Linked DNA regions of Mus musculus: all the other regions are linked to region 1. Evidence: chromatin contacts called from public HiChIP or PLAC-seq data. All regions are on one chromosome and are shown on one strand. Each heading gives the region's core, a stretch centred on a gene start, on an enhancer-like site or on the middle of the called end of the contact. The rest is flanking DNA. Distances are from core to core; before and after follow the strand shown.

Region 1 (7,413 bases), core at 2,920-5,419:
AAACGGCTCACTCTAAAGCCAGAGTAGTGAGGTTATCTTGAGGAACAGGCCTTAGTTGAAGTCTCTGGAGAAAACGACCATTAACCAACCGCAATCTAAAATATTCCTCCTTTGAAGGAATTCTTTAGATAGCCCAAGAAGGAAGCGGGCAGTGAGGGATTACAGAAGAACATTAAAGTTCAGTATCGCCCGAACAGAGATGCTGGAGTTGAAGATACTGGGTAAGGACAAGATGGTGACTCTAGAGCCTTTCAAGAAGGGCGGCGCGATTAGAATCGCGTCACAGAGACCTTGATTTGGGAAGAGACCCTAGAAAGGCTGTCAGCAGCAGAGAAGCTCCCGCGGTCTCGGGAGGACGAAGGGGTACCCGCATCACACAACACGACGGAAGGAAACCCCCGAAGGCAGGGATCGGCTGAGACCAGCCGGAAAGAACCTCAGGGAGAGCGGGCTCTGGATGACCCCCACCCCGCGGTGACCCGGGTGCCCACGGGCCGGGACTCGAGCCACAGGCACGCACGCGCCCACCTGAGCAGAAGCGCCCCGCGGAGACCACGTGACGGATCGCTTCACTACAGCAACTCGGTCACTACCAGGAACCACTGCGCCCGCTCCACGTGCGCCTGCACTGAGCGTGCGCAGAACACGAGCTCCGCCTACCTGCCTCTGCATTACGTCACTCCCAGTCAGGGACGTCAGGCGTGGTGTGTGGACTAAACCTGGCACAGCACTGCGCAGGCGTGTATTCTGTCTCGCGAGAGTCTGTGGTTGCTGTAGTAACCAGCCTCTCCCTTCTGACTGGTCGTCCAAAATGACGATGCGGAACAGCTCGGTTCTGTGAGAGGTTCGTCTCTCCTTTTGGCTCTCCATTTTTAGCCCAGTTGCTTCTGCCTTGCTGTCTCTTTTTGTTCTGGGGATACAAAACTCCAGCCCTTATAGCCACCCATTCCCCTGCACGCGTCCCTGGGAGAGGCTGGTTACTACAGCAACCACAGACTCTCGCGAGACAGAATACACGCCTGCGCAGTGCTGTGCCAGGTTTAGTCCACACACCACGCCTGACGCCCCTGACTGGGAGTGACGTAATGCAGAGGCAGGTAGGCGGAGCTCGTGTTCTGCCACGAAAATCAAATAAATAGGGGTTATAGGGTTGCATGTACTTAGAGATTATGTGTAGAATCTTGGGCACACTGAAAGGAAAATAGGGGCTGCATTTAGTTCCACAGCAGTACTCCAGAGTACTCCGGCAATAGCTGTTGTGCCTTCTGACAAACGGAGACAAAAAATAAGAAAGGTTATGAAACAAAATCACTGGAAAGTTACAACTGGTAAGCAGTGGAATAATGTACTAAAGATTAAAAATTACGCACGCCTTTAATCCCAGTACTCGGGAGGCAGGCGGATTTCTGAGTTCGAGGCCAGCCTGGTCTACAAAGTGAGTTCCAGGACATCCAGGACTATACAGAGAAACCCTGTCTCAAAAAAACAAAAAACAAAACAAAACAAACAAAAAAAAAAGGCAGGAGAGATGGCTCAGCGGGTAAGAGCACTGACTGCTCTTTCAGAGGTCCTGAGTTCAAGTCCCAGCTCACAACCATCTGTAATGGGATCCAATGCCCTCTTCTGGTGTGTCTGAAGACAGCAACAATGTACTCACATACATTAAATAAATAAATAAATAAATAAATAAATAAATAAATAAAAATTACTTGACAGGAATTACTTTCTGTTCTTATGAATTTGGGAGGATTCAGGTCCTTCTCTTTATCTTCCTCTTTTTTCTCGGTGTTTTCATTGCTCATTTTAGACTAACATATAGGATCTAGCTTCTACGTTTCCATTATTCACCACCTATTGAACATTTAAACAGAACAAACACTGTTGCTTGTGGTCAAAGATTGTTGAAGTTTTTACAGGAAAAGCGTGCTGTGGTTTCTATCACAAGTAGATGAACTAGATTAAGTTCGGTCGAGTTTTGACTGTGCCATATAAGACGTCCTTTACTATTACCCGCAGTCATGTAGCGCTAAAGACAAATCGCGATGGTAGAATTGAAATACTAAAGGTTCACATAAAATCCTGGCTCGTGGAAGACTGAGACAGGAGGCTGCAGACTGGGCCTTCGGGGCCAGAACTTGCACACACCATAACAGAAAAATAAATAAATAAATAAATAAATAAATAAATAAAAATAAAAAAAGGCAGAAAGAGGGGCAAGATAAAGAAGTAAAAAGGTAATGGCTATGAGTGTTGTCCCACCAAAGTTCCAGCTCTTACATTACAAGCCTCTGCCGCCAGGCTGCTATGTTGACACCCTAGCCTTCCCACTAACTAGTGTCCCTACACCTCAGGCAAGTTAATTAGCCAACTATGAAATGATAAAAATAGTGCCTATTCTGAGGATTAGAAGAATATTCTGTGTAAGATGCTTACCACAGTGCCTGCCACATGGTACATGTCTGACAAATGGAACCACTATGACCCAGTGACAGCTGTGGCAGAATTAAGTTAATACAAATTATATATAGCCGCTACTATTTTGGGCCTTGTTTTCTATTTGAGAATTTAGCAATCTTTCCACAAGGATTTTACCCAAAAGAATATATCTCAAAGGTAATTTCTTTCCATTTGTGTAGCACAACTTTAGTTTATGTTCATATTTTTTTCTGCAAACATATGCTTCCTGTAGTTTCCTAAGTAGTATATGTGTATATGTATGTATATATATATATATATATATATATATATATACACACACACACCAAACCAAATGGTCAATTTACTTTTCAATTATAGCTCTTATTTTACATCAATTCAGTTTTTAATTTTTATTTTATTATTTTTATTTTATTATTTTTATTTTATTATTTATTTATTTATTTTATTTTTATTTACATCAATTTATGTTTATGATTATGTTTAATCAGTTTATGTTCAGGTTTTTTTTTTTAACAAATATATGCTTCCCATAGTTCCCTAAATTACTATGCATTTGGTAGTCTATATATACACTAAATGGTCAATTTACTTTTCAATGATAGCTTTTATTTTACATTGTAAATAAGTTATGTTTGTGAATAAACAGTTTATAAATGTACCATTTATGATCATAGTTAATTTTATAAATATCTCAAAATATTTTAATAACTTAGAAGGTTTATGAAAGTATTCTTTTTGTCTTAATTCTTGAACTGCTGGATTTAAAGGATACAACAATATAACATTAGCTTAAGAGTCTGAGTCAGAAATCGTAGCATTAGAGCTGACAATACAGTCTGTCAACAAAATGTTCAAGAATTGAACACTAGATTCTTCTTGCTTGCATGGAATTCTGAGCTTTGCCCAGCATTGTATGCTATTGTGGTTTTGTGGAGTCTACAAACATACTGTTAATAACGATTATTTTTAGTTTTTTAATTAGTGTATAGTAATTGTCCAAAATATCCACTTCATTATGGCCTTTCCTGCATGTCTACAATCAGTCCAACATTTAAAAGTCACTTAACTGGGAATGGACTTTAGTAACGAGATACCAAGTCAAAGCACAGGCTTCGAGTCTGTGCCATTGGAGTGTCTATAGCCACATCTGTGTCCAGGGCAGCAATATGAATGGGAGGTGTCTTGAGCACTCGGGCCACCCCAGGCAACAGTGGGTAGCAGTGCCACCCTTCCATAGATCAGATCAGTAAGGAGAAAAGGCGCCTGGTAAGGTTCAGAACATTTGTGTATAGTCATGTAAGCACAAAACCAACACCATGTCTCGAATTCCCGAGAGACGCTATCGGCCATCCCTGAGGTCAGGTGACAGGTGTTATGTGTATTCTCTCTGGGTTAAGGAACAACTCTGAAGAACTTCAGCACATACAGTGCTATAGTTAACACCGCTACACCCAGAGGTAGAATGGAGAGGCAAGGAAAAGGGAAGGAAACAGCCACAGTCTCAACTGAGGAGAGGCAGCGGAGGCATGCGTGCACCTGCAAGTTCGCCTTAGTAAAAGAAGAGAGAGGAGATTAAATGAGCTCCGAGACACTGGGCTGAGTTACCTCCCAGACACTCCCTCCCGCTCCTGTGGCCAATTAGTCCTCCATGCCCAGAGAGCAACCAATAGGAGAGACCGGAGGAGGAGCACTGCTCTTTAAGCAGCGGAGCCCGCTCCCCGGGGACTCTCACTCTGAGCTGGGAGAGTCACAGCATTCCGTGTCTCATCATTATGTCCTTGCAGGTAAGCCAGATCTGGGAAGGCCATGCCAAAGCAATTATCCGAAGCGCTCTGATGGGGCGAGAGGAGGTGTGGTAGCCCTGGGACAGGACAGGGGCAGGTAACCCCCAGGAGCCTTCTGCTGCTGCGACCCTGCAGTGACTCCCACACCTGCCTAAGCAGTGTGGGGCAGTATATTTCACAATATATTGTACTTCACCATCTGTTGACAAGGACCCAGGATCTCTATAGCAACCTGTTTGGCCCTCTGGGAAAATTACCCAGATCTGAAGAATTGACAAGCTCCTGGGGGCGGGGGCTTCTTCACCTCTCTCTCTTAACAACTCCAGGAAGCAAGTGACATCCATTGGGGTCTCCACATCCCCTTGCTCTTGGGGACCTCGGGAGATTTTCATAGATGTGTTTTGTTGAATAACAGGGCTAGATTATAAAGCTCTGACTTTACTGTTTTATTGATAAGAGTGAAAAGAGAATAAATAGGAATTAAAAACCAGGAAGCCCTTTTCTCAGATAAACACATATAGGTTGCTTTTATATATAAATGCCCTCTTTCTATGTGTGTATAATGAAAGGTGTGCGCGCGCACGAGTTCTATCTGCTGGCAAGCCTGGAGATCAGAACCTTCAGAATGCACATGGTAGAGAGAGAGAAGTGTCCCTTGCAATTGTTCCCTGACCTCCAAATGCATGCCATGGTACATGTGCACCCGCATATATGCCGTAATAAACATAGAGCAAATAAAAGAGGAGAGAGGCAGTTAAATGAGCTACCTCCATGGGCAGCATTTAAAGCAGCATTGGAGAAGGGAATCTTTAGGATTTAAAAGTTAAAGAATATCACGAAGGGACAATGAGCTAAGGCATATGAATGCCACCCTGACAATAGGGCAGCATTGAAGGCTAGCCTTAGTTCAATAATTAAAATTGATACAGGGTGTGGGTTTCTATTACTATCAGTGTTGAATGTATTAAATCTATTATTGCTGTAATGAAAATGTTCTTTCATTTCGATAAAATAAGATTCTAGTTTTAAAAAATATATACTTGCTAGATATCAGCATCAGTATGATCAAAGAAAACTGGAATTGCAGTCACTGAAAGTTTAAGTCACTTTGTTTATGCTTAAAGAATAAATTGTTACAAATGAAAAGTTCTTAAAACATATGTGTATTATTTCAATTTGAAATTCTTACCAATGTAGTAATATAACAAAACATGCATTATATTCTAGATGTGGGAGTGTTAGTTCAAGTCAGGAGTGACAGTACACACCTGTCATCCCAGCACTCAGGACTCGGAGACAGGAGAATCAGGAGTCCTAGGCCATCCTTAGCTAGGTGGCAGACTCAAAGCAGTGTGCTACATGAGACCCTGTTTCGGAAAACCACAAAGTACTTCAAGCAGAAGAGAAAGATAAAGGCAGGTTAGAAACCCATTAAGAGAAGGGATGAGGCATGTGTGGATCAGTCTGCAGGTTACCTAGCATTCGGGAGTCCCTGGGTTCAATAGAAACGTAGGGTGATCATTTAAGTGTGATGTTCCAGGATAGACAAGGCAACATATGCAAATCCTAACACACCCACGCTCTCTCAGACACACACTCATTGCTCACACACACACACCCTCACACAAACTCATGCTCACACACATACACACACAGACTCATGCACACTGACACACCCTCACACACACTCATGCTCACACACATACATACACAGACTCACACACACTGACACACACATCTTCACACAGACTCATGGGTACTCACACATGCTCACACAGACTCATGAGTACTCACACATGCTCACACAGACTCATGAGTACTCACACAAGCTCACACAGACTCATGCACACTGACATACACACTCACACACCTCATGCTCATACATATACACACACAGACTCACATTGACTCATGCACACTGATGCACACACACACACTCACACATATACTGGCAGTTCATCAGCACACTGAGAGAACTGGTAAGTACTTGTTACAAACACCGTAACCTTGGGAACCCGGTAGATACCAAAGATGTGGTATTTTGATAACTTGTTCCTGGGTCTAAAATGATTTCGAAAATCCAAGTTTAAAATTATAATAAAAGTAAAAAACATATTGGCAAGCCAGCAGCTAGTGCTGGCTAGGGTATTCAAATGCCTTTTCTCTTCAGAATGGAAATGGCGTTAGGATAGACATTATGTACCTTCTGGGTGTTGTTAATGGCTCACTAATGGAAACGAAAGTGAGGGCATGTTCTTTGTTGTTGTTGTTGTTGTTGTTGTTGTTGTTGTTGTTGTTGTTGTTTTAATACTGGTATAAATGTTGGCAGATTGTTCTGGAAGTGAAAACAGAATTCCTTCTTTAGTTACAATCTCCCAATTTTATTTATAAATTATAACACAGATCCTTTTTGTGTGGGGGGGTGGGAGGGTTAATTTTTCAAAAAAGAATCTTGCTATGTAGCCCAAGCTAGCCTCCAGTTTCAGCTGATCCTACTGCCTCAGCTTCTCTAGTGTTAGTATTGCAGGTGTTTACTTTCACACCTGGTCTGACGGACATTTTACTTAGACTCGTTTCCTTCCTAGATTATGAAGATGAAGCAGGGGGCTGGGGCTGGGGATGTGGATGTATCTCTCCTGGCCTGGAGATGTAGCAGTGGTAAAATGTTTGCAGGAAACCCTGACCTTGACCCCAAACACCACAGAAATGGGGGAGGGGAACATGCCTTTAATTCCAGCACTTGGGAAGCAGAGGCAGGTGGACCTCTGAGATCAAGGCCAGTCTGGTCTATAGATCGAGTTCCAGGAGAGCCAGGGCTAAACAGAGAAACCCTACCTTGAAAAACCAACCAGCCAACCAAACAAGAGTAGTGGTGTATGTGGAGAGGTGATTTTATAATCAGAAGACACACACATACACACACACATGCACACACACAGTGTGTGTGATTCAAATAACTTAAGTTCTTTGACTGAGAAAATTATCTTCCTAGTTCAGTGTTCAGCAAGGGAGAGCTGCTCAAAGGGCTTTATGAAGCTCATGTGTGGGCTGACTGCTCTCACTTTCTATAGGAGGTGACGTAAGTCAACTGTGCGTCACCTTCAGGGGCTGTCTTCAGAAGGGAGAGATTTGATCAGAAGTGTCCAGAAGTCCCATGCGGTCCTTTGATATGGTGTCCTGTGCTCATTGT
Region 2 (7,413 bases), core at 2,377-4,876, 450 kb after region 1:
TTAGTTTAAAGGTTTAGCCTTTGGCTAATGAGAAAGCCCAGTGGAGTAGAGTTAGTTGAGATATCCAGCATCCACTTAAATGCCACTTAAGCATGACAGTTACCTGTAATCTTAGCCCTTGGAGGTAGAGATATGATCCCCAGCAAGCTGGCTAGCGGGACTAGCTAAATCAGGAAACTCTGGCTTCAAGTGAGAAACTCTCCCTCAATATATACAATGATGAGCAGTGAAGACAACGTCCAACATTAGCCTGTAATCTCTCGTACAGGTGTGAGGCACATGTGTGTCTGCACACACACAAGCCTGTAATCTCTCATACAGATGTGGGGCACATGTGTGTCTGCACACACACAAGCCTGTAATCTCTCATGTAGATGTGAGGCACACATGTGTCTGCACACACACAAGCCTGTAATCTCATACAGATGTGAGGCACATGTGTGTCTGCACACACACAAGCCTGTAATCTCTCATGTAGATGTGAGGCACACATGTGTCTGTACACACACACACAGGACTGTAATCTCTCACACAGATGTGAGACACACGTGTGTCTGCACACACACAAGCCTGTAATCTCTCATGTAGATGTGAGGCACACATGTGTCTGTACACACACACAGGACTGTAATCTCTCATACAGATGTGAGGCACACGTGTGTCTGCACACACACAAGCCTGTAATCTCTCATGCAGATGTGAGGCACATGTGTGTCTGCACATACACACACACAGGCCTGTAATCTCTCACACAGATGGGAGGCACACGTGTGTCTGCACACACACACACACACACACACACACACACACACACAACAAGCCTGCAAAAATATGAAGCTTTATTTCTATTATTTTTATATTTTAAAAATTACTTGACTACTACTATGGCCGTGCCTCTTTAACATCCTCCTCAAGTCTCAGGAAAATTTGTCTAGACAAGATTACAGAAAGGGATGCCCCTCAGACTCACTGAAGGAGGAAGGTCTGCATTTTTGACTGACTTTTTGCTTGCACAGAGCCTGCCTGGACAGTTCTTCTGAATCCAACCATGACTCACAGGCCTTGGTGCAAAGCCTTGAGTTGTTGCTTTGTCATGGGAGTTTTACAGCTTTTCTACTTACTGGGCGCTCGCTTGCTGCCCTTCTCAGGAACAGTGTGTGCCTTTATTTCGCAAGGCTAGCACTGTCCTGCCTTTAGGATGCATTGATCTTATCCATTAGCATCGCCGAAACGTATGCCTTTCAGATTGCAAACTTAGAGGGATCCGTTTGATATTTATTTATATTTGTCAAGGAGAGTAATCAGTCCTGTGTGAGGAATTTTGGGAATACTTGGCTATGTATCAACTTGAACATATTGATATGATATAATTTTCTGTCATGTAGGCTCTGCAATATTCTCTATATTTGGTACTCTAATTTTCTTTATTTCTCCCTTTTTTATAGTAGTATTTCCTATATACCCAGCTAAAAACAAACATATCCATATACTTTTTTTAAAACCTGTATATTCTTTGGAGAACAAGCAAGATGCCCATATATGCGAATCCTCTGTCAAATACATTGGTTCTTTTTTCTTTTTTTTTTTATTAGATATTTTCTTTATATACATTTCAAATGCTATCCCGAAAGTTCCCTATACCCTCCCTCCGCTTGCTCCCCTACCCACCCACTCCCACTTCTTGGCCCTGGCATTCCCCTGTACTAGGGCATATAAAGTTTGCAATACCGAGGGGCCTCTCATCCCAGTGATGGCCGACTAGGCCATCTTCTGCTACATATGCAGCTAGAGATACGAGCTCTAGAGATACGAGCTCTGGGGGTACTGGTTAGTTCATATTGTTGTTCCACCTATAGGGTTGCAGACCCCTTCAGCTCTTGGGTACTTTCTCTATCTCCTACATTGGGGTCCCTGTGTTCCATCTTATAGATGACTGTGAGCATCCACTTCTGTATTTGCCAGGCACTGGCATAGCCTCATACGAGACAGCTATAACAGGGTCCCTTCAGCAAAATCTTTCTGGCATATGCAATAGTGTCTGGGTTTGGTGGCTGATTATGGGATGGATCCCTGGGTGGGGTAGTCTTTGTATTATAGCTGTTTGTTTCCTGAGTCAGGCTCTTGGTGTACAGCTCTGGCTCACCTATAGCTTGCTGCATAGGCTAGGCTAGCTTTGAACTTGTAGTGAGCCATTTCCTTATCTCTCCACCACCATCCAGAGTTGGGATTACAGGTGCAAGCCACAATACCCAGCCTTATTTGTAAAGTGTTACACAGTAAGAAAATGTGAATCCCAAGGGCTTAAAAGGGCAGAAATAAACATTAACTGGAAGTATTGTATTAACTCAATGTTCTTTATCATTCAGATACCATGTCTTGAAATTATTGGCATGTACAGGACATGTATTGGTAGGTAATAAACACAATGGTTTCAGCAATCCAATATCATAAAACCTAACAATTGATATTGCCAAGGTGAGGGAGTGAATGAATAAAGAGATGATAGGTGCAGTGTGTGTGCACAGGAGGTGGAGTCAGAGGGGGTGCAACACCAGTCTGGGCTTTATCAATAAAGTGAAGTGAAGCAGGCTCAGAATAAACTTCACTATCCTTTCTTGGCCCCTGCGATGGCTAGACTTGGTTCTAACTGGTAAAGAGCACTTCTAAATCTATCTGGGTTATTTCCAGAAATAGTGGGTCACTGTTGTGAATATGTATGTCACTGGGATGGGACAGGACCTAATGGGGCAAAAGCACACTTGTGCAAGCGATTCCTCCCTAGCAAGTGTGTTTAAGCTCCTGCCCTTGTGCCCCTCCCCGTACCAGATCCTACAATCTTCAGTCTTTGCTTGCAAACCCTCACCAGCAACTTTCCCGAGAGTTCCAGGCCTCCAGCCTCGATTGGGGCTGCAGACTTGACCTCCCCTGTTCTAAGGCTCAGCTTCCAAACTGAGCAGCTGCTAGGTTCCCTGACTTTGCAACCCACAGACAGTCACTGTGGGTTCATAGGACCTCTGCTGCTGTGAGCTGACCTACCACATTCCTGATTCCTGATTTGTAAAATTGCAAACACGTTAGTTCCTTTGCTCTTGAGAACTTGTTTGTGTATGTAAGACTGTAACTAGCTATAGGCCTTGTCATGGAAACAGTTTTGACCCTTATGTGGTTTCTCTGCTACTGGAATTTAAGGTAAGTTGGTTCTACTCTGGTCCTTGCTGGCATTGTTTATATTGGCTGGGGTCAAGGTGTCTGAGAACATGGAATAAATGGAAGCCCTGTAATGAGATACTGCTACTCTCTCAGGCCTTGGCAGAGCCCCAGGGTTGTTCAGTCAAGGTCTTCCTGGATAATCCCCTACCTTGGGTGATGCTGAAACTTCTGTTTACTTTCTTCTATGGCCCTGGGTAGGGCCTTTGTCAGATTCCTTGGTACTTTTATTTCTCCTGCTAGCCAAATGCTTGAGATTTAAGCCTGGGGAAAGGCTGACTTCTGCTTCTTCCTGAGGCCTCATAGGAGCTGTGACAGAGGCTGGCCTGAATAGAATTAGCAACAGAATGGAGGTCTGTGCCATTCTGATTGAATAGCCAAGGTCCACTCACTACAGCATATCTGCTGTCATCTGCCCTTTGTAATTTACTTTTCCCCATCATTCCAGGACACAGTTGCATCTGGATCAGCCAGGTGCCAGCAAGGAGGGAAAGTGTTTTGATTTAAAAAAAAAAAAAAAAGAATTGCTGCTCCCAGGAGGGCAGTGCCTTACCCCAGGAACCAGAGTCAGGGGTTCCTAGGTAGCTGGTGTGGAACTGATAAGCAGTCTAGGACCATGGCATGGAAAAAAGTCACTATGTAGAACTCCAGTGAGCCAAGGCATTTTGCTGAGTCGGTGCCATTTTTAAGAAGTGGTCACAGCGTGAGCTCTCTTCCCATTTTCTGCTTTCTTCCTCAGCGATTTTGGTGTTTCTCAGAGATAAGCAGCCATTTAACTGCTTGTACTTAACAAATACAGATACAAGATGGCTTGCTGGCTCCAGTGTTTGAAGTGTGTTTATAACTTTGTTCAGACATAAGACATTGCAATAATAGTCAATAAGAGTTCAATACAATGTCACAGGAATGACCAGAAGACAGTAACTACAGGGAAAAATTCCAGCAAGAACACACACACTAAATCGTATGGTTTTATTGCTAGATGGGTGTTCTCTGAAGGTGACAGTGGATGCCAGCAGCTCAGGTGATATAAACAAAACATGGATTTTCTTTATCTTCCCATCTCTTTCTCTAGTTTCAAAAATTAAGACTGGGTAAGTTTAGGGGCTGGGTAAGAACCTCACTTCAAATCTCCAGAATGTACCAAAAAGCCTACATGATTGGACACATCTCTAATCCCAGCACCCTTAAAGAAACATGGAAGGTGGAGAGTCAGAAGACACTGATGAGAGAATCCCTGAGGTTGCAAGGGCCAGGGTTACATGGTGGCAGATAAGAGACCCTGGGTCAAGCAGAAGGCAATGACTTACACTCGTGGTTGACCTCTGATGACCACATGTGCATCATGGAATGTGTGTATCTGTACTTACATATCTGAAGGCAAGGCTCTCTCTCTCTCCCTCTCTCTCTCTCTCTCTCTCTCTCTCTCTCTCTCTCTCACACACACACACACACACACACACACACACACGGATTGGGTGGGGAGAGAGGTACAAAGAAAAGCAGGCCCTTAGGATTAGTAGTAACATAAGACCTGGATTAGACAGAAGGAGAGCAAGTGAGCATTTCGTCTTCCCATGTACTGCATCCTAGATGTGCCTATGGTATATGTGTCAGCTATCTCCACAAACCTTCCTGAGGGTGTGTATTGATTTGCTTACTAGCAGTGAAATTGTGTGCTCTGCCATGGCAGAGTCAATAGCCACCAAATGGTAGGCTATTCTGACCCCTCTGCCCGGCCCCGCTCCCACCCCGTCCTGCATACAGGATAACATATCATGCCCATGCCTGAGACTGCAACATTGAGCTCAATTAGAGCCAGCACCTTGCCCTTTTGAAACATCAAGGCAAGTCCAGAGACACACATTGAAAGAGTCACACAGATGCGATACCACGACAACCATGAAGGGTGGTGTGAAAACAATGGCCACGGTGTGAGAACAGGTCACCTCAGCTTCTCATACAGCTGGTGCTGGGAAACATGCCCCCCATCACTACATTCTCTGTGTGCCACTTAGTGGGTGCAGTGTTTGACATTCAGGATCTAATAATCCTGTAGTTCCCCACTGGGTGCTGCTGTCACTGCAGCTGTAGAGAAGAGAGAAATGTAGTTCATTAAAATTAAGTGAGCCCAAGATCTACCTGGCCCTATGACACCCCTGTTCGCTCTCCAGTTCTCAGGGATGGGGCCAGGCTCACTCATTGTCTGAGTTACTTTTCCATAGCTGTGATAAGATACTGCAAACAAGACAACTTATAAAAGAAAGGGTTTAAGTGAGGTTATAGTTTCAGAGAACTGGAGTCCATCATGGGTGGAGCAGAGGCTGAGAGCACACTGGGAATGGTGTGAGTCTCAAAGCCTGCTCCCAGTGACACACCTCCTCCAACAAAGCCATACTAATCCCTCCCAAACAGCTCTATCAACTGGGTACTAAGTATTCAAGCATATGAGCCTACGGAGGCCATTCTCATCCAGACCACCACACTCATCTAGATTAGGAGCTGGGAGTTAGCATACCTCCCCTCCTCACATCTGGCTAACCAAATGGTTTTGCCCACTTAGCTCCCTAAATCCATCCTGAATTTTTTCATCCCTCCCCAGTAACACTAGCATTTCAGCACGACAACTTCTGGTATTATGGCATCCTTTTTGGTCTGTCTCTCATTTACTGGCATCCTGTTGATTTGAGGGTAAAGACCAAAGCTATGTATCCATTACAAATGAAGCTCTAATGCATTTCTTACTCATTGCAATTTTTACGCTTCAGGCTTGCCAATTGGTAAGCATGCAGTAAGTATCTGTTGAATCAAAGTCAGACCTTTCCAGAGTCCACACACTCCATCTCCGGCAGAAGCAGCTCTCACACCCGTTTGGAGTGATTCCAAGGTGCATGCATGACTGCACTGGTGCCATGCATGCCCTGCCATGACATTGATTTAGGAGGGAAGAATGCAAGCGTGCTGCAGATGCTTATGGTCAAGACTGTGCTCTTCCAGGGGATGCTTCGTGCTGTACCTCCACATGATCCACACAATTCCAACTCTCCACCTGTTCTTATATGTGCTGCTACTGAAAGGGTCTGTAAAAGCCATTTGTGATAAAAATCAAGAGGCCCAAGAAAATTATTTAGAAAAACAATTAGAAAGAAAGGTTGGCATTTGATAGTGGTCGGCTGAGTTTTCATATTGAATGTGGGTAACTTGTGAAGCTATATCAGCAGGTGTTTTAGCCAAAATGTGACATTTGCCACATATGACACAGCACTGGAATGAAATAGGAAAGACAGTTGAATTGCAAGTAAGATTAGGTGAAGAAAGCTCACAGTGTGACTTCAGGTTAGACAGTTTCGTGTCTGTTCATGGCCACATCCCACCTCTATGACAAGTGCATACTAGATGTACTAAAGACATGTTGAATAAATGAATGAGAGTATGATTTCAGAAGTCTATGTGCCAGTGAGGATGGATCCTGTAGTGTAAGAGACTAAAGTTAGATTTTGTTCTGTAAAGCCCACCGTGGGCTCATGGGACTCTCTGAGAAGCTATCCACACAGCATGCACTCAGAGCTGGCTGTAGCACCTCATTCTATATTACCATGACAGCAGGGTGCTAATTGGGCTGGAAAGTTGAGGACGGTGGGTGTCATTATTCAAAGTGAATTATGTGGTTATACCTCTATACCTACTGCAAAAGGAGAGGAGAGATCTCTAATCTCTCTGTATCTCTCTCTGTGTCTCTGTCTCTGTCTCTCTCTGTCTCTCCAACCCCCTTTCTCAAACACACACAATGAGAGGAGTGAACCTGTCATTGCTGAACATCAGTAACTAACCACAGCAGTTGCACATGGACAGGTTCTGGAGTTTCCTTGGCTTTCATGATTCTTGAAAGCATTGTCTATTCTCCGACTTTCTCTGTAGTCACACACATTCAAGAAACATATACACATGTAGATAGATGACTTTGTGATCTTCTTCACTCTGCCATCCCCGCCCACTTTATCATTCCCATCCTTGATAATGACTCCCATCTTCTCAATTCATCTCTCTCTGTGTATGTGTGTGTGTGTGAGAGAGAGAGAGAGGGAGAAGGAGAGGGAGAGGGAGAGGGAGTGGGAGGAGGTAAGAGAGGGAGGGAGAGCAGCTCGTGCACTGTGTGTTGTGTCGATGATTACAGCAGCCTCGCATCCAGAAGGCAGTGTTTCATAG
Region 3 (7,413 bases), core at 1,825-4,324, 420 kb after region 1:
CCATGTGCACAGCATTACATTTATGATCCCTCAGGGGTTGTGAGGCGCACAGCACACAGGACGAAGATGCGGAAATTGTGATTCAGATTGTGTTGGACAGTCTCCTGTGTGGCTTCGGCTGCTGCTCTGGGGCTTAGGTGACTGCAGGTCTCTGTGCTGAGCTTTCCTGCACACAGATGAACCCAAAACAAAGTTCAGGCTAGCTGGGTGGTTTTTCCTCCACTTAATTAATCATGAATATTGTCCCCTTCATTATGTTTTCTAGTGATATCTAATTTTATGCTGAATTATATTCCATTCTTAGATATTTAAATACCATTTCTGCTATTTCAATATTTGAGGTCATGCTGGAATCAATGGTCTTGTTTATTTTTAAGATTTTATTCCTGTGATACACATAGGGATGTGTGTGTGTAGGGGGTGGTGGTGTCTGTACATCTGAGGGCATCAGATCCCCTGGAGCTGGAGTTGAAGGCAGTTATGAGCTATAATGTGAGTATTTTCATTTTCTCCTTCTCGGGTCCTCTGCAAGAGCAGAATGCGCTCTTAACATCTAAGCCATCTCTCCAGCCTCCTGAGGTCAACATTCTTATCTGGATGCTTCTGTCAACATCTGTCTTTTCTCTAGAGCTGGAATTACCCAGTTTAAGAATGTTAATGCCTTTTGCTATATATTGCCAACAACTCTTCAGAAATGGAGTTGTAAAATATACCTTCTCAAAAATAGATTATTAAGAGTAAACTCTAAATACAGGGAATGAGGAGGGAAAAGGTTTGTTTGTTTGTTTTAATGTGTCTGGGCTTAGGTGACAGGGGCAAGAATAGCATGCATTTTTAGAGAAGGTAAACACAAGTCAAGGAGAGTCAGGGAGCAGTGCACAGGCGGGGAGCAGTGCACAGGCTGGTCTGTACTTTTTTTTTTTCAGAGCAGCTTTTATGGTTCAAATTTGAAGGAAAGCCATGATGCTGTGATATATACAATATCGTATATATACTATAACATATAGGCGACTGTGAAAAGCAGGGTAGGCCCTGATGAGCTCTTCTTGCCACAGATGGTAATGTGCTGCTGCCACATGGTCACGGCCTCTCTTTTGCCTCAGTGGAAAGCTGAGGAATGAGATGATGGTGTTCGTGGGATCTTGTTCTGCGTGACTTATCCCTTAGTTATGCGTGTGAGTGTATGTCTAGATGCATGTGTGTACATTGAGTACAGTACCCATAGAGGCCAGAAGAGGGCGTCAGATCACCCTGGAACATGGGTTACATACAGGTGGTTGTGAGCCATTCATTGTGGATGTTGGTAACTGAGCATGGGTCCTCTGGAAGAGCAGTAACTGTTGTAAACTGCCGAGCCATCACTCTACCACAAAGGAATTGGTGTTTGGATTGAATGAAGTGTAAGTTCTTTGTTCTCTTTGGCCCTCTCTAGCCCTGGGACTCACTGCTTGACTCTGGTAGACAGACATAGAGGGAGGATAGATAGGTGAGGAAAACTGAAAACCCGCTCAGAAGGCCTACTCAGTGTGGGTGTGTAGGAGGGGGTCCTAAGGGGCAGAGTGGAGGTCCTCCTGGGGCCTCTGTGGAATCTGAGGGGAGCGCTCTCTATTGGATGTCAGATGCTCTGCAGCCCTCAACACTATGCCAGGCTGGTTGAGTCAATGGGTAAGTTCAACTCCTCTTTCATCAAAATGTTTAACTCTCAAAGGACCTCCAGGTCATCTGGCTTAGCTTTTCCTTTGTACAGATAAGTACATTTTCATTATTCATTTGTTTGTTTAGCAATGATGGAGATCAAACCCAAGGACCCATACATGCCAAACAGGGGCCTTACCATTGAGTTATAGCCCCAGGAAACTGATTATTTTCAGTTGAGCTTCACCATGTAAACAAGTGAAGTTTATGTTGCTCCTTTAAAAAATGTATTTGTTATTACGTGCGTGCCTGTCTTTGTGTTGGAGGGTGTCTGTGTGTGTATGCACATGCTGTGGAGCTCTTTGGAGGTCAGGTAACAGCTCTCAGGATGAGTTCTCTCCTTCCACTGTGGGTCCTGGGCATCAAGTGCAGGTCGTCGGCTGAGCTTATTTGGCTTATCTTACTTGCTGAGCCACCTCCCAGGTCCTGTTTCTTTCTTCCTCCTCCTTTTCTTCCTTGGTCTTCTCTTAATTTGTGGAATCAAAGAGCCTACCTTGGAGTGGAGTTGGATGCTGAGAGTCCTCAGCTCTCACACTAAGATGGCAGAACTGTAGCGGGCACATCTGGTACAGACAGCAGAGCTGAGAGCCAGCTTCACTCTAGTCACTTCTTCGGCCTGGGGTTGTGGGCTCAGGTCTGCCTGCAGTGCTGCTGCTCACAGGGGTGGCTCTTCTTCCTGTGTGGCTCACTGATGCTTCTGAGTAGTCTTGGACAGAGAATGGCTCTCTCCTCTTTATGTTTTAGAAATTATCTGCTAGTTACTGTATTGTAATTCAAAATAATTTTTTTTCTTTTTCCTTGTAGTGACGGAATAATGGCCAGTGCTTTCTTTAGGAGAGTGCCAGTGGCTCTGAGCACACCTTGTGCCTTTTACCACTGGGTGACACTCTTAGACCAGAGTGCTGTACCAGTGGAACCCAGGGCCCTTGAACCTCAGACTTCTTCAAAACACTTTATGCAGGAGAAAGGGACACTCTTCCATCTAAAGTGCATACTGGCCACTCTCAGACATGATAGGTATTATGTATCAGTCTGAAGCAATTTTTAAGGCCAGTGAGTATTGGGCAATCAATTATTAACAGGATCATCAATTAGGCAGCCTTTCAGTTGCTTGGAGGTTTATTTAGATTCATGTGTTGCATATTAACTAGCTACTAATTATTTCAGGGGAACATTTATATGAACTTATTATTCTAGTATTTATTTTGCACCTGACACAAATCTGTGTTATCTGTTGGTGGCTAAAACCTTGGTGATGGCTTGCACATACTAATGGATGTCACAGCAAACCTTTGGCAGTCAGAAGACAGTATGAGGAAGTTGTTTCTGTCCTTTCCTCATGTTAAATTTGGGAACTGAACTGAAGTCCTCGGGGCTGGCACACATGCCTTTTCTGCTGATCCGTTCTCCAGCCCAGTCCTGTGTATGGACTTCCACTGAGCCATCTTAAGAGGAAGCAGAGCAGTTACTTGGGAAAATGAACACAGGTTCCCTGTACAGATCTCTAGCAAATAGAACTTGTCTAGAACTTGTGCCAAGCACTTGAGAGCAGGTTAGAGAAGGACTTTGCTCAGAGCGTGTGCTGGCCTGCCTGCCCTCCTTGTTTCACGGCTTCTTTTGTAAACCCAAGGCCCACCGTCTAGGCTTGGCATGAATAGCTCCTAGTCACATTCAGCGGAACAACATGTGGTATTTCTCAGGACAAGGAATTTGGAAGAGTCAGGTCTCTCCTCTGCTGGCTTAAGAGGAGGGATGACAAAAGTTAGAATTTTAGGATCCTGACAGAAGTATTTACTGTATCCCATGGGGACAGAAAGAAATGACAGTGGCAGAGTCAGAGAAGAAAGAACCTAGTGAGGTTAGTGACTCCAGTGTATTTTGATCCCTCAGTATGTGCATCCTCCAGTTAGTACATTGTTGGGTGACCCTTAGTGTGATACCCAGTGCAGGGGGTGGGTGGGCTGTGGCAAGCAAAGCAATGTGAATGGAGTAAGACTTGAGGCACAGCAGGTCTCATGGGACTCAACCAAGGGCACAAGTAATTGACAGCCCCAGATTTCTAATAGATGGTGTCATGGTGTGACTGCTTCTGCTTCATGTGGCTTAGGCAAGAGGCATTGTGCTTGAGGTGGGAAGAGGTGGTGGCCAGAGGTCTTTCTGCTGTGCTGTTAGAATCTGTCTTTGCAGAGACACACCAGAGATGGTGTACTGGCTAGTTTTGTGTCAACTTGACACAGCTGGAGTTACCACAGAGAAAGGAGCTTCAGTTGAGGAAATGCCTCCATGAGATCCAGCTGTAAGGCATTTTCTCAATTAGTGATCAAGGGGGAAAGGCCCCTTGTGGGTGGGGCCATCCCTGGGCTGGTAGTCTTGGGTTCTATAAGAGAACAGGCTGAGCAAGCCAGGGGAAGCAAACCAGTAAAGAACATCCCTCCATGGCCTCTGCATCAGCTCCTGCTCCCTGACCTGTTTGAGTTCCTGACTTCCTTTGGTGATGAACAGCAGCATGGAAGTGTAAGCTGAACAAACCCTTTCCTTCCCAACTTGCTTCTTGGTCATGATGTTTGTGCAGGAATAGAAACCCTGACTAAGACAGATGGTATGGAAAGTTAGCTTCTAGGGCAGAGGACTAAGTGTTAAGTCCTTGGGAGCAGGAGAGCGCTGGGTTGAATCTTCCACTTCAGTTGAGATAAGAGGGAGCTATCCCATTTAGGAATACTATGTTGTTTACAAACAAGCTAGGTCTTTGAAAGATGTATGGAGTTTTCATTGTTCTGGAGGATGGAATTATATGTGGGAGGAAAACCATAAGAGATGGGTGTGTGTGTGTGTGTGTGTGTGTGTGTGTGTGCTCGCACGCGTGTGCGCATGTGTGTGTAAGGCTGCTGTGGGAGAGCTGGATCCTGATATTAGAAGTCTGCCTGACGACCTGATTATGGAAACATGGGAAGGAGGCCAGGCAGCTGTGCACCATCTCCTCGGGTGATGGATAGAGATGCTTTGCTTCTGGGACTTTGATCTGATTAGATTAGTAGCACATTGGTTTGTCTAAGACAAGGAAGGATGGTCAGGAGAAATGGAGCCCAGAGAGGAGCAGGTTGGCAATTACTACTTGGGATGAGAAGTGAAGAGGGAATGAGGCTCCTGGCGGTGGAAGAGGATGGGTTTCAAATACATTGATGGACAAGAATCCAGGATGGATTGGTTCTTCATGGAGGCTTTGAGAGGACGCCACCCAAGATGGGTGTGCAATAAGGAGGTTAGAAGGACACAGGATGGCTTCTGCCAATCGGAGGCTGGCATGAAAGGTGGCACAGTGGACATGTGCATTAGCCTGGGTTTGTGTGGGTGATTGCTGCTGCAGTGGCAGCTAGTAGGGCGAGGTCTGCTGGCCTGTGGCCCCTCAGTCTGTGTAGTGTCCAGTACTGCTGTAAATAAAGAATGAGGTGAGGTGTGGCTGTACACTGGTCCCGAGGTGGGTGCAGAAGCCCACAGTCAGCATGTTAGAGCCCAAGCTAGAAAAGATGGCGACGGCCCTTAGGCTTACTGTAGAAATGGCTCATATGGCAATGTGAAGGGAGAGTTTGCATTGTTTTCAGATGCAATTGTGGGGGGTTAGGGTGTAAGGCTCTGGACCTGTTCTTGGACACCCTTGTCACTGAGGGCTAAGAAGCAATAAGCTTTGGTGCAGACCCCAAAGACTGGCTTTCTAATGCAGCAGATGGGCAACAGCTTCAACTTGGAGAAGAGGCTAAGGAGACTGTTAACTGTAGGGAAGCCAGAAGCCAATTAGTCCTGAGAACGTTTCTTGATAGGATAGGGATGGGAGCTGGAACTTGTGCAGTGTTACTGAGCAGCGGAAGAACCACATTGCTGTTTTTAGTGATGCATTTCCTGTCTTGGCTGCCTGTGGACCATACTTCTCATGCATGGACCTTGAGGGCCATGAGTACAGGACCTTTTATCTGAAAGAGCCTCTGATTAGCAAAGAGTCACAACCTGCCCTCAGAGGACGATTGAGGAGGAGGGTGTGTCTTAGGGTTTCTGTTGCTGTGATGAAACACCATGACCAACAAGCTAGTTGGGGAGAAAAGGGTTTATTGGGGTTACATTTCCATACTGGCATTTACTGGTGAAGGGAGTCTGGACAGGAACTCAGAACAGGGTAGGAACCTGGAGGCTAGAACTGATGCAGAAGCGGGGAGCTGATTATTGGCTTGCTTCCCATAGCCTGCTTTCTTATAGAGCACAGGACCACTGGCTCAGGGATGGCACCACCCACAATGGGCTGACCCCTCCCCCATTTTCCACTAATTGAGAAAATGCCTTACAGCTGGATCTCATGGAGGCATGTCCTCGACTGAGGCTTCTTCCTCTCTGATGACTCTAGTTTGTGTCAAGTTGACACACAAAACCAGCCAGTGCAGGATGTTTGCTAAGGCTTTTCCCTTTGTGATATTTTCTCAAGAGTCCTCAGACTCAGTCATTTGCTGGCCTAATCCCTAATTGATTCCTGGGTTTGATAACCCAATCTGTTGTTAGGACCTCGGATGATACTAAGCAGGTATTGGGCTCTGGCTTCTATCTTCATCACACTGCGCTGTTTCCACGTCTTCGAGTGGGCTAGCTGTCTGGTGGCCTTGCATAGATGTGCTTCTGATTGCCAGGGCCAAAGAAGCTTTCTCCCACTATTATACACACCTTAAAGAATTAAATAATATTAATAATATAGCTTATCATGGCATTCTAAACTCTGCCCTTAAAGGATCTGAGACACCTAAACATTGTCTCTCATAGCCTGCCATGTGGAGAGTTTTTATGTATGCATGTATGTATGTGTGTGTGTATGTATGTGTATTTATTCTGTGATCCTGCCCTGGCTTCTGTAGGCAAGCTCCCTGCCTCTGAGCCATATCCCAGCCTGGCACTGGTGTCTTTTTATTTGCCTTGTCTTCAGATTTGTTTCTAAAGTTGTCTGAATATTCACCTTCCTTTCTAAATGGGCTTATTCAATAATTGTCCTTTACTCTGGCTTTCCTCATAATTGGCCAACTTTAGACACGGTGTGTTTTTGGCAGTGCTGGCTGTTGAATGGCTAGAAGGTAGAGGGAATACAGTTAGTTGTATTACCCACTAGCATTCTTGGAAAGCAGCCCAAACTTTTGCTTGCTGATTGGCAGCATCACACTCTTCTGATGAAGCCACAGTGCAATCTAGGGTGCTACCCGGACACACCATTCTCCTTCCTGTAGCCACGGTACAGACATGAACAGCTTGTGGTTAATTGGCAGTATAAATTCACAGTAACACCAAAACTCGATCTTACACACACAGGCCTAGTGAACGTTCTGTCTGATGTCAGCAACATGGAATGTAGACTTGTAAACTATCATAGTGGCTGTCAGCTCATTGCTTATCTGCCTGCGCCTTTGCATAGGGTTTCATGGAGCATTATACAAGCAATGCGTCTGTGAGGAGCTCCCCTCATTTCTGTTTCCATCCTTTTGGAGTTCCATCAACTGGTGGTTAATTCATGTTCCACGAGATATGTGGGGGAGTAAATGCATTGCAAATGTGGACTGGGTGTACCTGCTTTTCTATAAGACCTCTGACATTTATGTCACTGGCCTATGTTCAGGACATATATTTATGCAGAGCAGATTACCAAAAAGCCCAATGAGAGAGGAGGCCACTCAGTTGAAGAGATCGGACTGAATC
Region 4 (7,413 bases), core at 2,728-5,227, 330 kb after region 1:
TATTATTATTGTTTATTATTATCATATTATTATTATTATTATTATTATTACTGCTTAGTGTCTTCTACACTGGTTGCCTTAGACAAAGAAGAACCATTTCTCTAGTGACCAGAGAAGGGAGTAACATGTTCCAGGGGAGAGGAAGGCAGCAATGGTCCCTTCAGGGTCTGGGATGGAAAGAGATTTCTTTGTTTGCTTTAAATGATATGAAATATTCTTCTAGCCCACTGCCATTTTGTATCCAGAAGGGAGTCAGCCAGTGGCACAGAATTTCTAAGTTCTTAGTCCCCTCTTTAGCTAAACTAAACTTAAAAAGTTCACCAAGATGGCAACCTCTGTACAAACACTGGCTTTCCTTAATTCAGAAAATGCCCTGGGGCATTAATTGTTCATGAATAAGAAAATGCCAAAGAATAATAAAAATGAGGCTTTGGCTTAGACCTCTGCATTTAGCTGCTTTCCCATTTGACCTGCGGTTGCTTAACTGGATATTTGTGTCCTAGACAGTGGCTTAGAGGTTCCACTTTGGCCTTAACTGAGATTGACACTGTGTCCACAAGGAAGATACCCTGGTGGCTCTGTTTCTTATGAATCTACATTCTCTATGTCTCTTAAGACAATGAAAGTAGAGGCATGGAAATTTCCAGAAGTTTACCTACAAGATATATTGGTTATCTAGGGTAAAATATTCAGTATGGTAATTTGTAGAATTGAACTGCCTGAAATTTTAATGTCACAAAATCTGTACCTATACTACTCTAGATTTTAATTGTGACTATTGTGTTCGTATGCAATATATATATATATATATATATATATATATATATATATATATATATATAGTCATGTGTGCAAGTGTATGTGGAGGTCAGAGGACACTTTTGTGAATTGCTTCTCTCTTTCCAAATTCAGAGGTCAAGCTTGGGTTTCCAGGCTACCCAGGAAGCACTTTTACCCACTGAGCCATCTCCAGACCCCAATTTTACCTTTTAAAATATATTCTTTGTATGCTTCAAACTGAGTGTGGTCTCTTGGCCAAGAACTCTTGGAGGAGGAAGTGTTGTGAAGGGGATATTTGCGTACGAAGTCTGAAGTCAGGCTCTCCAAGCTTCTCTTGGAAAAACCTGTAAGTCCTGCCCACTTCTCTTTTCACTCCCCCCTGTATGGGTTTGAACCCCTAACTCGCTCCCTTTTTGGAGTGTTCCTTTCTTCCCATTCTCAGGATGCAGAGAGCAGAAATTATCTAGAAGTTCTAGCGGGCAATAGCATGAATGTCTAAGATAGAAATCTCAGAGAGTCATGGATACCGTGATTTTTGCTGGTTATTCTTGTCCCTTCCTCCTCCTCCTCCTCCTCCTCCTCCTCCTCCTCCTCCTCCTCCTCCTCCTCCTCCTCCTCCTCTTCTTCTTCTTCTTCTCCTCCTCCTCCTCCTCCTCCTCCTCCTCCTCCTCCTCCTCCTCCTTTTCCTTCTTGAGACAAGGCCTCATAAAAGGTTGAACTCTCTACATGGCTGAAGGTGACCCTGAACTCCTGACCCTCCTGCTTCTACCACCTCCTAAATTTTGGATTACAGGTGCCACCATGCCATCCACATTCAGCTCATTTATTCTCATACATACTCTAGTTCCACCGGTTTTGCAGATGTGATATCTTACCAGATGTTTTGATCTCTCAAGGCGGGTCAGTAGACCCATCTCCTCAATGGCTACACAGGGGGATTCAGACTGGTCCTCACTGTTTCTCCAGAGCCCTCAATATAGCAGTGGCAAACAATGAAGTTTGGGTGTGTGGCCAACCATCTCAGCTGCCCATGTTCCCTTCTTGTCAATGTACTGTCCCCACTTCTAGCACCTGTATGCCTTTGCACAGAGTCTCTTCCTACTTGTCTTGGAAATGGTCCCCTCTGAGAACAGCTCCTCTTTAGTGAATGAATGAATGAATTAATGAATGAATGAATATGACAGTTTTCTCCCTTTTGCAGAGGATGGTATAGCATGTTCTGCACTCCCAGTTTTCCCAGCAGAGTGAAGCCGTGCTACCCTCAGGAGTATCTGGTGGATATAACTCCCTGGCAATTCTTTCCCTTGCCTATCTTATCCCTACACCTAGCAACTCTTGCCTCAACTGCTCTGGTCAATATGTCTGTCTCATGGTCAGCTCTGAGAGGACCTAAAAAGAGAGGGTCCATTGAGCATACTCAAGGATTAAACACTACTGTATCATATTTGAAAGAGAACACTTACTGAACAGGTGAAGAGAGGCAGTTGATTAGAACGGGTGGAGAGAAGAGTCGGCTAAAGAGGTGGATTCTAGTAAATGGAATCTAATGTGATGGGTAGCAGAAATCAGCAGAAGTAAATGATCTGTGTGTACCTTGGGAGAGTCAAGTCGGCAGCTTGGTTCTGAGAGGCTGAGTCTCTTGGAAAATGACTCCTTCATACCACTCCCGGGTTTCAGCACCAGAGGAATGATGAGAAGGAGGAAGCCCCGACTCTTCTACAGTGTGGAGATTTCTATTGTAGATATGAGGGAGAAGGCAGGCAGAGGGAAGAGTCCATACTGAACATGGCTGGCAGAGTAAACCAGGCCTTGAGAGGAGACCAGAGGAATGAGAGGAGACACAGGGAGGAAGAGCAAGAGAGGAGCTGATGACCAAGAGAGGTGACCCGGGCCAGGAGACTGGCATAGCCTAAAATGGCAGAGTTCTATTGGCGTCAGGTTTGAGGAAGGGAAGTAGAAGCTCAGCCTGTGAGAAGGAGAGGTTTAGGGTAGGGGATGGAATGGAGCCACAGGTAGTAAGTGAGACCTGTCCCAGGTTTCCTTGAGACCAACATCTACTGGATAATAATAAAATTGTGACATGTAACAGGTTTAAATATAAGTTAACGTATGTTCTTTAGAGTACTCATACCCGATTGGTCAGCATTATAGCTTGCCTCGAAATTTCATACTTGATGGTCTTTTGCAGTTGTAATGTTCTAGTTGATCTATCTGTTAGATGTTTGATGATTGGTGAAAAGAAGTGATATTTATTCATCTTTAATTTCACTGTCTTGAAGCATATCTGTTCCCATATTTCAACTCAATTTGTGTATGCTTGATCTGACTTTGGATAAATTTAAATCATGGTGTAGTTTAATTTTGAGTACTAAACCTGTACCCCAGTACTAAACCTGCACCCCAGTATTCATCTCAATTGCTCATTGGCTCTGTGTAAACTTTTCTTGAGGGAAAAAAATCAGCAAAAAATCAGCTTGGGAAAGAACACCTCTGGCTCTTTATCCCTCATACAAATGTTGAAAGAGAACATAAAACACAGCAAAGTGTTAAAGCCTGTTCTGAAATAATGTTTTCCTGTCAGCAAATTAACAGATTCTGGCTATAATTAGTAAATAAAGGAAATGCATGTCTATATTCCTCATAGCCACTGAGAAAATAGAAAATAATTCTGAAATCCCCCAAAGAGAGACCCTTACTACATGACTAACACCCTCCGGCGCATCCATTTAATTGTAGATTTTTGTTTGCTCATAGTCTTTAAACAAACAAACAAACAAACAAAAAACAAAAAAAAAGCTCAGTTTCCAGGTTCCAGTTTCTACAGAAAGTGCAACAAGTAAGAGAAGCAGGCCTGTGTTCCTAAAGAAAACTCCAGTTGTGCTCTCTCTCTAGCTGCCCCTCTGTATCCTGCCAGGCCCAGGCCGAGGGCATCTGAAGCTTAAGCTCCTGGCTTAGAGGCTTAGGTTGTGAAAGGAAGTAGGAGCTGAGGAAGAGACACAAATAAGAAGCCATGCCATTTTTCAGACAAGAAGAAACTCTTCCCACGTGTTTTGTGAACCATGTTGTGTGTTTTTGCTCCTTTAGTAAAAGTTTCTGCTTTGTTATCAAAGGATCCAAGAAGACAGTATGGGGCTGTTGCTATGGAAATGGGAGAGGAAATGCCCGTACCAAGCCTGTGAGTGCTTACCTAAGCCAGAGATCTTTGCGCAATTCCCCAGCTTCCTGCAGTTGTGTGTTACTTGGTACGAGGGGCTAATACTGTACTGTGTAAATGCTCTTCCTGGTTTCAGTGATGAAAGGTTACGAAAGCTTTCACAACTCTGAAGATACCACTGAGAAATGCAGTCGTATCCTGGGTGGTGTGGCTGGACCATTGGCAATAACCAGCTCTATCATGATGCTGCAGTAGCTGTCACCAGGGATAGCCTGGGACCTGGGCTTCTCTAGAGAAGGGAGAGGCTCCTGCGTACTTCTGAGGGCACTGGGGTGGCAGTTGCTTGCCTCTGTTCTTGCTTGGAAACGCTGATGAGGTTAAATTGCCTCAGGAGAATTTTTCCATCTGGCCGTGTGCCTGGCACCTTGCAGATGGAGTTTTGATCAAGTACGATTCCAGTGTGTGTAGGAATCATGGAAAATTTCAGCTTGTTATGCTAAGGAGAAGGAGACAAAGGGACAAACTGCCCTTAGCTTCCTCCAAGCTATGGAATCAAAGACTCAACAAGTAGATGTACATTTCACCAAATCCTGGTTCTAATATTTGTCTTAGTTGTAATATGGTGGCATCTGCCCATTCTGGACATATTTAACTTGTCCATGTGCTCCCTAAGTATTTACAGAGCCTTTGCTCAGTGTTGGGTGAAGACGGGGGCGTCAGGTTCACATACTTGATGTTATGTTCATTTAAAGCCATTATTCTTGGCAACTTTAAAGTTCATGTATCCAGAACTTTATATAAACTTTCATAATATTTTCAATGTGGATTCTTTTCACAGATGCCTTTTCTATAGTATGTGGTTTATTCCAATGATGCAGAAAGACATAAAGAATGTGGACAATTACATGAATTTCTTAAAGTGACTACAAGTTCCTCAGCTAGCCCTTTGATTATCCTGAGGCCAGCTACCAGCTAATTTTCAGGATCGCGTTATCACAACCGATTTACTGTGACTGACTGCACAGGTGCTCAAGCTGGTGTCCATGACAACAATAACAACAGCTAAAACACTCCTGGAATACTTAGGATGTGTGAGGCACCTTGCTCAATGTCTTTGGTAGAGTGACCATCTAATCCTCTTAGTAACACAGATAGGGGTATTTTGTTTCTCCTTTGCAGATAACTCAGCAAGCTTTAAAAGTCCTTCTATCTAAGGTCTCATAGCAAGAACAGGATGAATCTAGGATCCAGGCCTGATTAAGTCCAAAGGCATTTTAACTCTTGTCCTTTCTAATAGCGTCTCAAATTCAGTATGTATTCTAGACAGATTTGATAATGTTTCATCAATACCACGTCAAGAAGGTTAGCTTTATATGCCTCTGATTTAGCAAAGTTATCAGCAGAGACTTTAGGTCTGGTGCCATTTAGAAAGCCCCACCCCATAGTTTCCCCCAATGAAGCGGGAACTCTGAGGTCTAGTGGGTTCTTAGAATCTTCTCTGGACAAACAATGTCATGCTTTGATGAAGATAAAGTAGAAAAATGAGACATCATGTTTCCACTTAGCTTTGATGGACTTGAGTAGGTGTTTAACTCTGACTTTATCAGGACATAATATTTACATCAGTAGAAGCAAAGGCAATAGACCCCTATACACCACCACCCTGAACTTGCCTTTTTCTCTCTGTATGGGACTAAAGACATATATATGCCTTTAAAATGATAACTACTGCCTGGCTTATCACTGACCTTTTTGGGTCCAAGTTTTGCCTATTTTTATAAATCTTACACACATTGCTATGTACTTAGCCATAAAAATCTTACACTCAGACTGGAAAGTCCAAGCTAGATTCTCTGGTATCACTGAGATAAGATAATATAAAGCAAGACGTAATCCCAATAACCCCTTCGGATGGCCCGTATCTTCCAGACGTTCATGACTGTGAATGTGTTCCATCGCCAGTGTCAGAGATGGGCCAATTATTCATACTCTTCTTCATATGTATTCTCTTCTGTAGCCATAGAATACTGATATCACTGTGTGCGGTCACAGTCTCATCTATAAAATTACATTCCTACCACCTTCACAGAAGAGGGCAGGCCAATGGTACGTAAGCTCAAGTTGTCAAGGCTTGTCTTCATTTGTCCTCTGTGAGGAGATCCTGATACAGGGATTCTAATATGGCTTCTTTAGCTTGGAAACGATATCAATATCAGCAAGTACAAGAAATAGCTATGAGAAAACATGGGAGATACTGCCAATCAAATGTTGGTTATTAAGAAACGATTATTAAGAGAAGAATCACATTGATACTTGGATTTTCATGTACTGGGGACTTTGCAATGCACCACAATGCCAGACAATTTTTTTTCTGTTCCTACTACTTACAACCAACCTTTCCCAAATTTTGACTGATGCATGGTAAGCAAGGGAATGTGGCTTCTTTGATTTTTAATACTATTTTCATTTTTCCTATAAGCATACACTATTCTAAAATATATAGTGATCTATAACAAAAACATCATATCAAAATATAACATATCATAACATATCAACATAGCAAAAAATGAACAAAAAAAACATTTAATATTAAGTGAAAAAGTAAGGTTTAATTTGGAGCTGTGATATTAACTGCAGAATACAAACAATGAATGAGGCCCAGCTTTGCCCAGGTGAGGAAATGAGTGTTCACATCACATGCTTACCTTTATAACTTTAGCTCCCAGCATGCTAAGTAGACAGGGAATGCTGCTTCTAAATGAGTGTAGGAGTTAGAGATGAACTAGTGTCTAATGTTCCAAGGTCATGGTAATGAGGTTTCACAAGCTTAAACTGAAGAAAAGGGAAGAATATTCAGATATGACAAATTTTATAACTCCTAAATAGATTTAACGTTGTTCTTAGAAAGCCTTTAATGTCGCGTCTGCTACACTGAGGTACATCGTCTGCTACACTGAGGGTTCTGGAATGCTTCCTTCAGGGGACATACATTCTCCTTCCTGTCAGCCAGGTGGGACTATGTCAGGACCTCATAAAGATCAACCCATGTACTGAAGATGGAGAAGAAAATGTGTAGACATCTTCCTTTCTTATAACCAGAAAGCAATAATGACAAGCTGTCTGTCTTTTTGTAGTATTATCTTGTGTGTAAGAAACCCAAACTGAAACTTACATTTCATTTACCCTTCTGCTTCTTGTTAATTCTACTGTCAGCTAAACCAATCCTAAATGTGCATCTTTTTTGTTGTTGTTTTGTTTTTTGAGGCAGTGTTTATCTGTGTAACCCTGGCTGTCCTGGAACTCACTCTGTAGACCAAGCTGGCCTCGAACTCAGAAATCTTCCTGCCTCTGCCTCCCAAGTGCTGGGATTAAAGGCGTGCGCCACCACTGCCCGGCCTAACTGTGTATCTTATACAGGATCTTGTTGTGTGAGCTCTTCCTGGGGGATATATAAACAAATGTTTACTCAATCAAGACAG

What was found. HiChIP or PLAC-seq counts read pairs in DNA pulled down with a chosen protein or histone mark.
Region 2: a contact with region 1 is called in an H3K4me3 HiChIP or PLAC-seq map of bone marrow-derived macrophages, with 4 times the contacts expected there. The contact joins the enhancer-like site here to the promoter of Acbd7 in region 1. A contact is called at or near these places in 18 of 39 promoter capture datasets (the 3T3-L1 cell line, 3T3-L1-derived adipocytes, the C10 cell line and 11 more), 5 of 15 datasets of contacts at CTCF or cohesin (CD8 T cells, the NIH/3T3 cell line, large pre-B cells and 2 more), 152 of 484 Hi-C or Micro-C datasets (the 63-12 cell line, the AML12 cell line, B cells and 90 more), 22 of 115 datasets of contacts at active chromatin or transcription factors (the 230-238 cell line, CD8 T cells, the SCID.adh cell line and 16 more) and 3 of 9 other capture datasets (adipose tissue, liver and macrophages).
Region 3: a contact with region 1 is called in an H3K4me3 HiChIP or PLAC-seq map of bone marrow-derived macrophages, with 7 times the contacts expected there. The contact joins the enhancer-like site here to the promoter of Acbd7 in region 1. A contact is called at or near these places in 2 of 39 promoter capture datasets (both in embryonic stem cells), 30 of 484 Hi-C or Micro-C datasets (the 3T3-L1 cell line, 3T3-L1-derived adipocytes, Sertoli cells and 15 more), 7 of 115 datasets of contacts at active chromatin or transcription factors (astrocytes, bone marrow-derived macrophages, effector CD8 T cells and 4 more) and 3 of 9 other capture datasets (adipose tissue, liver and macrophages).
Region 4: an H3K27ac HiChIP or PLAC-seq map of microglia shows a contact between it and region 1, with 5 times the contacts expected there. The contact joins the enhancer-like site here to the promoter of Acbd7 in region 1. A contact is called at or near these places in 3 of 39 promoter capture datasets (hippocampal neurons, liver and pre-B cells), 1 of 15 datasets of contacts at CTCF or cohesin (the NIH/3T3 cell line), 3 of 484 Hi-C or Micro-C datasets (the C10 cell line, Th1 cells and liver) and 4 of 115 datasets of contacts at active chromatin or transcription factors (CD8 T cells, bone marrow-derived macrophages, memory CD8 T cells and 1 more).

What each region holds. Positions count from the first base shown.
Region 1 is chr2:3,331,999-3,339,411 of GRCm38.p6, forward strand. It overlaps Acbd7 (acyl-Coenzyme A binding domain containing 7), which reads left to right and starts at 4,170. Exons shown (of 4, transcript NM_030063.2): 1 at 4,170-4,223. The coding sequence starts at 4,212. It overlaps Rpp38 (ribonuclease P/MRP 38 subunit), which reads right to left and starts at 630. Exons shown (of 2, transcript NM_001013376.2): 1 at 529-630.
Region 2 is chr2:3,784,670-3,792,082 of GRCm38.p6, forward strand. No RefSeq gene overlaps it. Among named protein-coding and RNA genes, the nearest start is that of Gm36031, 19 kb to the right of the region's middle. Within about 2 kb of position 3,627, at least 25 of the 459 cell types and tissues checked have an H3K27ac peak or open chromatin away from gene starts, as enhancers often do. A contact at or near this core is called in the HPC-7 cell line, Sertoli cells, bone marrow-derived macrophages and 3 more, where this site is marked.
Region 3 is chr2:3,757,372-3,764,784 of GRCm38.p6, forward strand. The region is part of intron 1 of Fam107b (family with sequence similarity 107, member B); the gene reads left to right. Among named protein-coding and RNA genes, the nearest start is that of Gm36031, 47 kb to the right of the region's middle. Within about 2 kb of position 3,075, at least 27 of the 459 cell types and tissues checked have an H3K27ac peak or open chromatin away from gene starts, as enhancers often do. A contact at or near this core is called in astrocytes, bone marrow-derived macrophages, cerebral cortex and 1 more, where this site is marked.
Region 4 is chr2:3,660,289-3,667,701 of GRCm38.p6, forward strand. LOC108168726 reads left to right here. Exons shown (of 5, transcript XM_017319361.1): 3 at 4,071-4,185. Among named protein-coding and RNA genes, the nearest start is that of Fam107b, 49 kb to the right of the region's middle. Within about 2 kb of position 3,978, at least 77 of the 459 cell types and tissues checked have an H3K27ac peak or open chromatin away from gene starts, as enhancers often do. A contact at or near this core is called in CD8 T cells, Th1 cells, bone marrow-derived macrophages and 2 more, where this site is marked.